Linked DNA regions of Mus musculus: all the other regions are linked to region 2. The links are chromatin contacts, called in public Hi-C maps. All regions are on one chromosome and are shown on one strand. Each heading gives the region's core, a stretch centred on a gene start, on an enhancer-like site or on the middle of the called end of the contact. The rest is flanking DNA. Distances are from core to core; before and after follow the strand shown. Region 1 overlaps Aig1 (androgen-induced 1). Region 2 has its middle 29 kb from the start of Gm22995. Region 3 overlaps Hivep2 (human immunodeficiency virus type I enhancer binding protein 2).

Region 1 (2,715 bases), core at 199-2,698, 250 kb before region 2:
AGGACCTGATTTATTGCTGGAAGTTTCTTTTTTGTTGTGGTGGTGGTTGTTCATGGACTCAGTCATTTGTTTAGCCCATGAGTCTCCACTTGTGGGGTAAACAATAGTGGGTACGTAGGTGTAGTTATGAGATCGTGATGTGGTGAGTTTGCCTAGACTTGCTATTGAATAGGTAGCAGAGACTCAGATTCTGAAAAGATTCTTGCTTACATGGAAAATGGGCTCAAACGTTTTCTAATTCTAGGTATTAGCAGTGCTAGAAAATGCATCTGTTTGCAAACACCATGCAGAGTTATGTTGAAATACAATTTAGCTTACAAATAGAACTGCTGAAGCCTAATGTAATGTTATACATTAGGTGGTCATATCTTAAGACATAGTCATAATTTATTATTCACTAGAGATTTCTTAGTTATTTTCAGTGAAGCTAGTCCCACAGATCCCGAGTAGGCTTTCTGGGTGTGTGTGCCACGTGTCACACTGTACTCAGGGCTCTGAAGGGTCCTAGACTTGAATTAATGATCCACAGTCACCATTTTTTAATTGTTAATCATTTATTTTAACAAAGGGCCCTCCTAATATCTTTCATTTGGGTCTCACAAGTTACATAGCCCTGTGTATGTAGCTAAGTCTTTAATACTTTGGGAAAACTTCTAGTTCATTCATCTATTCTTGAATCACCTTGAACATTAGGGAATGTTTTTGATCCCGTTTCCAGGTTAGTAGGGTAGTTTCAACACTGGCTGAAAATATGATCTAAACTATGTGAATGAGGTAGAAGTTGACAGCAAGAACAGAGAACACAGCAGAGATAGAGGACTAAGTACATAATTAGTGATGTAACTGGCAGATAATTAGCTATTAGCATCATCAGCTGACATTAAAGTTTTTTTTTTTTAAATATCTGAGCAAATCAAATAAGCAGCAACAAAAGCTTTTCCAGTGTTACTCTTCATGTGGAAGTATATAACATTTTCCTGTACTCCATACAAGAATATTTTCAAGGTTACAAGTCCCTCCACCCATCCCTAGGGAACAGGCAAATTGTGCAAGCCTTTCGGAATGAATTCCGTCATGAGGTCATGAGGGAATGTGTTTTCTTCCTGGTTCTAAATCACAAATCTCTGAGTGATTTATCCACGAAGGCAGGCCAATAATCAACTTCAGAGAGTTTTCCTTTAGCACATCTCCCGACACATGCCTAAACCAGTTGCAAGTGATTCGTTTCCACTGAGAACTACTCTCTCCAACCTACCTGATTTTATGGTGATGTTTTCCTGGAGAGAATTCAATCTGAATTTCCCTCAATAAAACTCATGGCTGGTTTTCCTTAACTTTAATCACTTGGAACTTCTCAAAGCACACAGGTGCCAAACATCAAGCTGACACATTGAACACCGGAGGGAACATGTGTTCTTTCAGGAGGGAGGCGGGGACTCAGCAAGGGACCATTACGATCCATGTGATCATCGGAGTTGGCTGCTGAGAGAAAGCCACACATTCAAACTGGGAGGCGAGGAGGAACTGCCTGAATTCCACAGCAGATATCATAGTTTTCCACACTTTTGCAGAAAGTGACTTCACTTACTATTCTGGCCCTCCAAGGCATGCAATGCTTTTCATTGGGACAACTAACAATTCCTCATTGTCTTCCCGACTGTCTGTCCCATCCCACATCTCTCTGGCCACTTCTGGAGCTCCTGATTTAAGTAGTGCCCTGTGTGAAAACATCTCTGCTATTATCACAGTTTTGCTTCTGTTTATTCATTTTCCACTCAACATACATGGACCAGGCCTAAGTGGTGTCAGAGATGGGAACACAGCAGTTCATGGTGTAGATGTGGCCCATGACCAGAACTGACGGTCCCAGACTCAGAGCTACACGGCCCTGAAGTGACACACTACACTCGAACCACTGCTCAGGACAGCCTTAGAACATTGATATGTGTTCTTTCTAAAGTTTAATGTTTGTTTGTTACTCTGAATTAAATGTTCAAAAGCTCTAAAAGCTTTATGTTTAAAGAAGTCACAACACCCTGCCTCAAGAATTGCAGCCCTTAGCTGCCTCATCACACCTGGCCCTGCCCCTCAAGCCAAGTCACATCTAATTCTTTCAGCTTTTGCTTCAAGCCTTTGTCATATATTTATTTTTTAAAGAGTATACTGCATTCCCAGAGCTGAGGAACTCTGGGCATTTGACAGTTGCTGTGCAAACACACATTGTGTTCTTTAGTGATATGACTCTTAGTAGGGTGATCACACACCCTACTAAGAATTGGGTAAGCCCAATTCCTAGGACAGCTGGGCATCACAAAGTAAAACTGATGGGAAAAGAAGAGAAGGAGGAGGAGGAGGAGGAGGAGGAGGAAGAAGAAGAAAATAATTAACCTTATAGTTGGGTAGTGTCTTGGTTAGTTTTATGTCAACTTGATACAAGTTAGAGTCTTTTAAGAGGAAATCTCAACTGAGGAAATGCCCCTACTGAATTGGCCTGTGGGTAAGGCTGTGCTCTGTGTTCTCAATTGGTGATTGATATGGGAAGGCCCACCTCATTGGGAGTGGTGTTGCCCTTGGGTGCTATTGAGTAAGACACAGGGAGCAAGCCAAAAGGGAGCACTCCTCCATAGCTTCTGCTTCACCTCCTGCCTCTAAGTTCTTGTCTTAGACATATAAACTAAAGCCTTTCTTCTACAAGTTATTTTTAAGATGTCATGG
Region 2 (2,740 bases), core at 101-2,600:
TGAGACATGTTCCCTTCCAGAATCTCTGCTGCAAGTGAAAATATTTATGAGTTCCTAGGCTGTTTCTCAGACTGTCGTGCCTTCTACTTAATCATAAATAATTTATAATGCTTTTGTCGGGGGTGGGGGAGGACAGATACAAAACAGGGTTTCACTGTGTAGCTCTGGAACTTTGTGGACCAAGCTGACCTTGGACTCAGAGATTCCCCTTCCTCAACCTCCTGTGCTGGGATTAAAGGTATGAACCACCACTGCCAGATAATACTTCTTGTATAGTCCTGAAATGAAAGAGACAGCTACTACAATCTATCTAGACATCATTTTAAAAAATCAATATAATGCACTAAAACCAAAACAAACAAAAACAAACAAAACAAAACAAAAACTCTAAAAGAAATAGAGGGAAATGGTTTCTAGCAGGTCACCAATGAGTTTCCTGATGTAAATGCAAAGGATTAGTATTCTAGAGAAGGTAGTCGATAGGGGGGGAGGGGCTCTATTTATTAGCTAAGTCAACATCAACCTCTAACAATGACAAGGGTGGATGGTGGACATGCTCAGCTTGGAGAAATCCAGGATTGAAACTAGCCTCAGAGGTACCATGATCAGGATGATAGTTTTCATGAAAAATGTGATCAAATTCAAATAAAATAAAGAGCAGTCTTGAATGGGAAGGTTTGGCAGTAGGGTGGGCACCTCTTCTGCCCTCACATAATATGAACACTTTTTTTAATGGATACAAATCAGCTCTGGAACATTGACAAGTTAGACGGGCTGCAAAACAGGTTGTTGTTGCTGGTGGTTTGATTTATTCTGTCTGGACCTTTCTGGCAAGCTTTGGAACCGCTGCACTCCTGGAGACGGGATTAGTAAGAAATCAAACTCAGCAGTTTTGTTATCTTGATAACAACAACAACAACAATCTTCTGTTTGATTGCTTATATGTTGGAAAAGGGATGACAAAGTACTCATTGAGAGCCATGTCGCCATCGCCTGTCAGCAGGGAATGTGGACAGAGTGGGATAAGATGTGGTAGGTGTGATGGGGGTTTTGTTTGACATTTATTGGGACCCAAGATGCTTCAGTGTTGCTGAAGGGATGTAATGTGCTTCTGAACTCCATTTCAGAAACTGGGCCTGAGTTGGGCAGCCTGCAGAGGCTAAGTAGCCTCCTGAAGGCCAAACAAGAAGGAAGTAACGAGAGGAGCAGAGTTTGGTTCCATAGCAGGAACATTCTTGGCTCTGTGACTGAACAGAAAACGAAGAGATGGTCAGTACCACACACACAGCCAAGAGGCCCCTGCCTGGAAATTTCAAGGGGGTTCCCAGCTGAGCCGTGCCAGATGCATGAAAGCCCGGTCTGGGTAGAGAATGTCAATCAAGCTATTCACAGGCTCCAGCGGAGGGAGGTCCTGTCCACTGCTGTGCGGCAGAGTCGGAATCTTGGCCCGAGACCCAGCCTGGAACAATGCCACTCTCTATGGGATTTTTCATTCTTTCTCTCTCTTTTTTTTTCCGTTCTTAAAAAAAAACTTCATTGTTTTCCCCTTTATAATAGAAATAATAGATGTTCGTTGTAAAATGTTCCTACAGTGTAAAGATGCAAAAAGCAAGAAAAGACAATTCTACAATTCCATCGCTCAAAATTAATTACTGCTTACATCTTTTGCTTTGGGATTTTTCCTTGTGTATATAAAAACATTAATTTTAAAAGACATCACATTACAACGACCGTTTTTTAGCTTGTTGCATTTATCGTGCAATGAACGTATTTTGATTTCTAGTCACTACCGATCTGCGACAACCTGGATCCTTCCTTCTTTTCAGAGGTTACAGAACACAGGTCTATGTCTACTTTTCATTAGGTCCACAAGGAAACTGTAGAGGGGCAAACAGATCTCAGAAATAATCATTTTTCACATTTTTTGCCCTCACAAACAATACTACAATAGGTGCCACTGGATATGCATATTTGTGCAAGAGTAAAAATATCTTCATGATTAAGTTGTCAAATAACCAGCAAAGACTCTACCAAATGACATTTTCCTAATAGTGCTTGAAAAATGTCCTTTTTTTTTTTAAACCCCTGAGTAATCTATTTAGTAAAAATGTATCTACTCTTTGCTCTGGGGAAAAGAATATGCACTGATCATTTGAAAATATAATAAACCATGTGAAACAACTATCATAGCTCTCAGACATAACCACTGAGATGTGTGAGTGTGAATCTAGAGCCCAGGGGATGGTACATATCCACTGGAGACCCGAGGGCAGCTATTCAGAAAAAGGGTCTTCAGGATAGATTAGCAATGTCAAGGGAGAGAATCCTTGATTCCACTGGGCCTATACCAAATAGTATGTGAGAGAAGAGATGGTACAGAAGACAGGGTGATAGAAACAGAAACAAGACTAGAGTGATTCGGCCACAAGCCAGGGAAGGCCAAGGATCGCCAGTCGTCATACAGAACCACTGAGAACACAAGCATACATTTTTTTTCCTGTGCGGACATGTTTTCAGTTCTTTTGGGTGTATACCTACCAGACTAACTGCAAGATCACATGATGATCACATATTTATAAGATATGGCAAACCGGTTCCACGGTAGCCTCATCAGCTTATAATTCCATGAGCAAAGTACACAGATGTGTGGCTCACTCTTGTTTTCCATTTTTAAAATTATTATAGTCCTTGCAGTAGGGATTTTATCCCCAGGGTAAGCAGAGAGGCAGCAAATGCGTTT
Region 3 (2,798 bases), core at 295-2,794, 130 kb after region 2:
CTCACTCATATCTGCACACTCAGCCATGCACATACATAATTAAAATTAAAGACATTTCTTTTAAAGAAAAAAAGTACTCAGGAGAACTCTTAGGAAAATGTCTTTTGTTTTTCTTAGCATAGTGTGAGCAAAGTGTCCCCATCTGTCATTCCCAATACTGGGCTCCCCACCAAAGGATCAGTAAACACAAAAGTTTTGTATCATTTGACCACAAACTTATCTTGCTGTTACCCTTTCTCTCAAGTGTGAGACTTTATTGAGCAGGTGTAGAGGGATAATTCACAGTCTGGCAGAGGTGGAGGGGGTGAGTGGGTTAGCTCACTGCCTGGTAGAGGTGGAGGGGGTAGATGGGATAGCCCTCTGCCTGGCAGGAGTGGAGGGGTTATGAGGGGTGGAGAGAGTGGGATAATTCAATGGCAGGAGTGGAGGTGTCAAGGGGGTGGGTGGTATAGCCCATTGTCTGGCAGGGGTGCAGGGGTGGGTGGAATAGCTCACTCTCTGGCAGGGGTGGAGGGGGTGGGATAATTCATTGTCTGTCAGGGTGGAGGGGATGGCTGGCTCTGCAGTCTTGCCTTGCAGATGGTAGGAGCCTGGTTCCCGGCTCACTTTCATTTTCTTTCTTGGGATCCATATCCTTGCCTCCTTATCTGTGAGAAGGAAGCAGGCCCCCTCCTGCTGGATGAGACTTGGTGAAGGAAGTTGGAGGTGACCTACTCTCAGCTAGAGACAGGGGGTCAGGGAGAGCTGACATTCTCTGCCTGGGTCAGGTAGCCATTTGTGGCAGAGTGGCCCAGGAAGACCTTTGCTGGGGAGAATTAATTGCTTTAATACTGACTGGCTGTAATCCAGCCCGTCTGGAGTTTGCTTCCTGCTCCTGGTTGTCATTTGAAGCTGGCTGAGGAACACAGTTGTTGTCTATGGACACACTTAAGAAGCAGCTGTGGTGTGCTTTCTCTGTACATAGGAATGCCGAGTTCCTGCCAGAGAAAACTTCACTTTTATCCAGGTGACACCACATTGATGAGTACTCTGCCAGCCTCCTTAATTTCATATCCTTAATTAAAGATCAGGTATCACGCTTTGATGAGTCTGAACAGTACGTTGGTTTTGGCTGGCCTTTTTTTTTGCTAAGCGTGATATCTTTATGGTGGAGTTGATACTCCTTGCAGTAGGGAGATTGTCTTGTGCATTGCAAAATATTTCCCAACATCCCTGTCCTCCACCCAGTGGATGACAGTAGCCCAACCCTACTCTCCTGCCAATCTTAACAGTCAGAAGGAGCCCCTTGCTCAATGTCCCCTGGGAGGCAAAATGTCTGCACTTGTAAGCCTCCATAGGCTATCAAGAAATCTGAAGCCTGTGCATCTGCCAGCCCCAACCAGACGTTTATCAGCAGCACAAAGCCTGAACTTAAGATCCAAGTAGGAACGCAAGGGTGGGGAGAGTTAAGTTTCTAAATAGTGAGTATTCCAGTTCCTAGTCTGTGACTGTGTGAGTAGCAATCCCTATCAGGGGACTTCCCCTGCTGGCTTGTGGCAGGAATTCCCTCTCCCCCTCTCCCAAAGGCTGGGACTTCCTTCTCAAGGACTGCCCATGCTTCTGACTCACTTAATTCTTCTGTCTCTTCTTTTCAATTTTCTTCCCCCTGTGGCTGCCAGTAACTGGACCAACCTTGCTGCCTCTGACAAAGACGGGAGCCATTGAGAGTGTCCCTGTCAGTGCAGTGCCAGGTCACTGTGTACGCCTCCAGACAATGCGTCTTGCTATTCTTACATGTTTGCTTATTTGATAGTTCTTCCTGGTCTTTTGTGGCCTATGTTGGGGAAGACTGTTTTATACACTATTGACTCAAGTCCTCAGTTTGGCGATCTGGCAAGAAACTGTGCCATCCGCGGTTGGCAGTTTCTGTGGTACTCTTATTACATTGCCTTAGGCTAATTCTAAATCCGGTTATGTAAGCGTTAGGAGGGGTAGCTTCGAGTGCCAGTTACCATTTGTGACATTCGTCTAGAGGGGAAACAGTCCAGATTTCCAATGCTAGATATAAAAGTGAACTTGGGGAATGTGACTCTTTTTAAATAAGATGAGGAGATGAGAGACAGGCGAGCAGGTGGCATAGACCAGCTGGTACCCATTACAAGTGAGGCTTTCCATAATGCTACAGGGAGATGCTCTTGGTAGCGAGGTCAGAGTTCCTGCTTCTGTGGGGCAGAGCCTTCCCCTTCATCCCAGGCTTAGAGAGCTGACAGATTGAAACAGCTGTGGCTTGCTCCTCTTCTAAGGAATAGAGGAAGCGTGCAAATATTTCCTCCGATCCCATTTGGACATGCCATGGAGCACAATCTTTACCAAATGCACAGTCTGCCAAGAGAAGAAAAGAATAGTCACTGTGAATAGAGATCCCAACGACCAATGACTGTAAGAAATAACCAGACAAGTTCAGCTTTAAAGAGAAAGAAAGCAGACCACCTATGCTGTACAAATTTGTGATGAAACTAAGAAAAGGTTAGTTACAAGAGAAGCACAAAACCCCCAAGTCCTTGTTTGTACGTCAAATGATGAAAATGGGAATCTCCAGTGTGTCACACCAGGAGACCCCTCCTCCTGGACCCTAGACGGTCTGAGTTCCCGTTATCCTGTGTGCATTCTCCCTTCCCTCTAAAGTTGTCAAGATGGACACTGTAGACAGGCACAGTTGACAAAGCGAGACTGTGAGAGTGCTGAGCCAGTTACTTCCTTTGGAAAGTTTCTAGAACACCTTACTGATGATTTTAAAGTTGGGTTCAGGCTGCCCCGAG

What was found. Hi-C and Micro-C count contacts between places; a contact is called where the count stands out from the background.
Region 1: a Hi-C map of uterus shows a contact between it and region 2, with 1.8 times the contacts expected there. The contact joins two enhancer-like sites. A contact is called at or near these places in 1 of 15 datasets of contacts at CTCF or cohesin (the NIH/3T3 cell line), 2 of 484 Hi-C or Micro-C datasets (nephron progenitors and uterus) and 1 of 115 datasets of contacts at active chromatin or transcription factors (fibro-adipogenic progenitors).
Region 3: a contact with region 2 is called in a Hi-C map of uterus, with 2.1 times the contacts expected there. The contact joins two enhancer-like sites. A contact is called at or near these places in 3 of 484 Hi-C or Micro-C datasets (neural progenitor cells, uterus and ventral hippocampal neurons) and 2 of 115 datasets of contacts at active chromatin or transcription factors (CD8 T cells and microglia).

Annotation. Positions count from the first base shown.
Region 1 is chr10:13,666,178-13,668,892 of GRCm38.p6, forward strand. All of the region lies in intron 4 of Aig1 (androgen-induced 1), which reads right to left. Among named protein-coding and RNA genes, the nearest start is that of Pex3, 110 kb to the left of the region's middle. Within about 2 kb of position 1,449, at least 40 of the 459 cell types and tissues checked have an H3K27ac peak or open chromatin away from gene starts, as enhancers often do. A contact at or near this core is called in uterus, where this site is marked.
Region 2 is chr10:13,915,796-13,918,535 of GRCm38.p6, forward strand. No RefSeq gene overlaps it. Among named protein-coding and RNA genes, the nearest start is that of Gm22995, 29 kb to the left of the region's middle. Within about 2 kb of position 1,351, at least 51 of the 459 cell types and tissues checked have an H3K27ac peak or open chromatin away from gene starts, as enhancers often do. A contact at or near this core is called in neural progenitor cells and uterus, where this site is marked.
Region 3 is chr10:14,047,142-14,049,939 of GRCm38.p6, forward strand. The region is part of intron 1 of Hivep2 (human immunodeficiency virus type I enhancer binding protein 2); the gene reads left to right. Among named protein-coding and RNA genes, the nearest start is that of Gm51759, 79 kb to the right of the region's middle. Within about 2 kb of position 1,545, at least 107 of the 459 cell types and tissues checked have an H3K27ac peak or open chromatin away from gene starts, as enhancers often do. A contact at or near this core is called in neural progenitor cells and uterus, where this site is marked.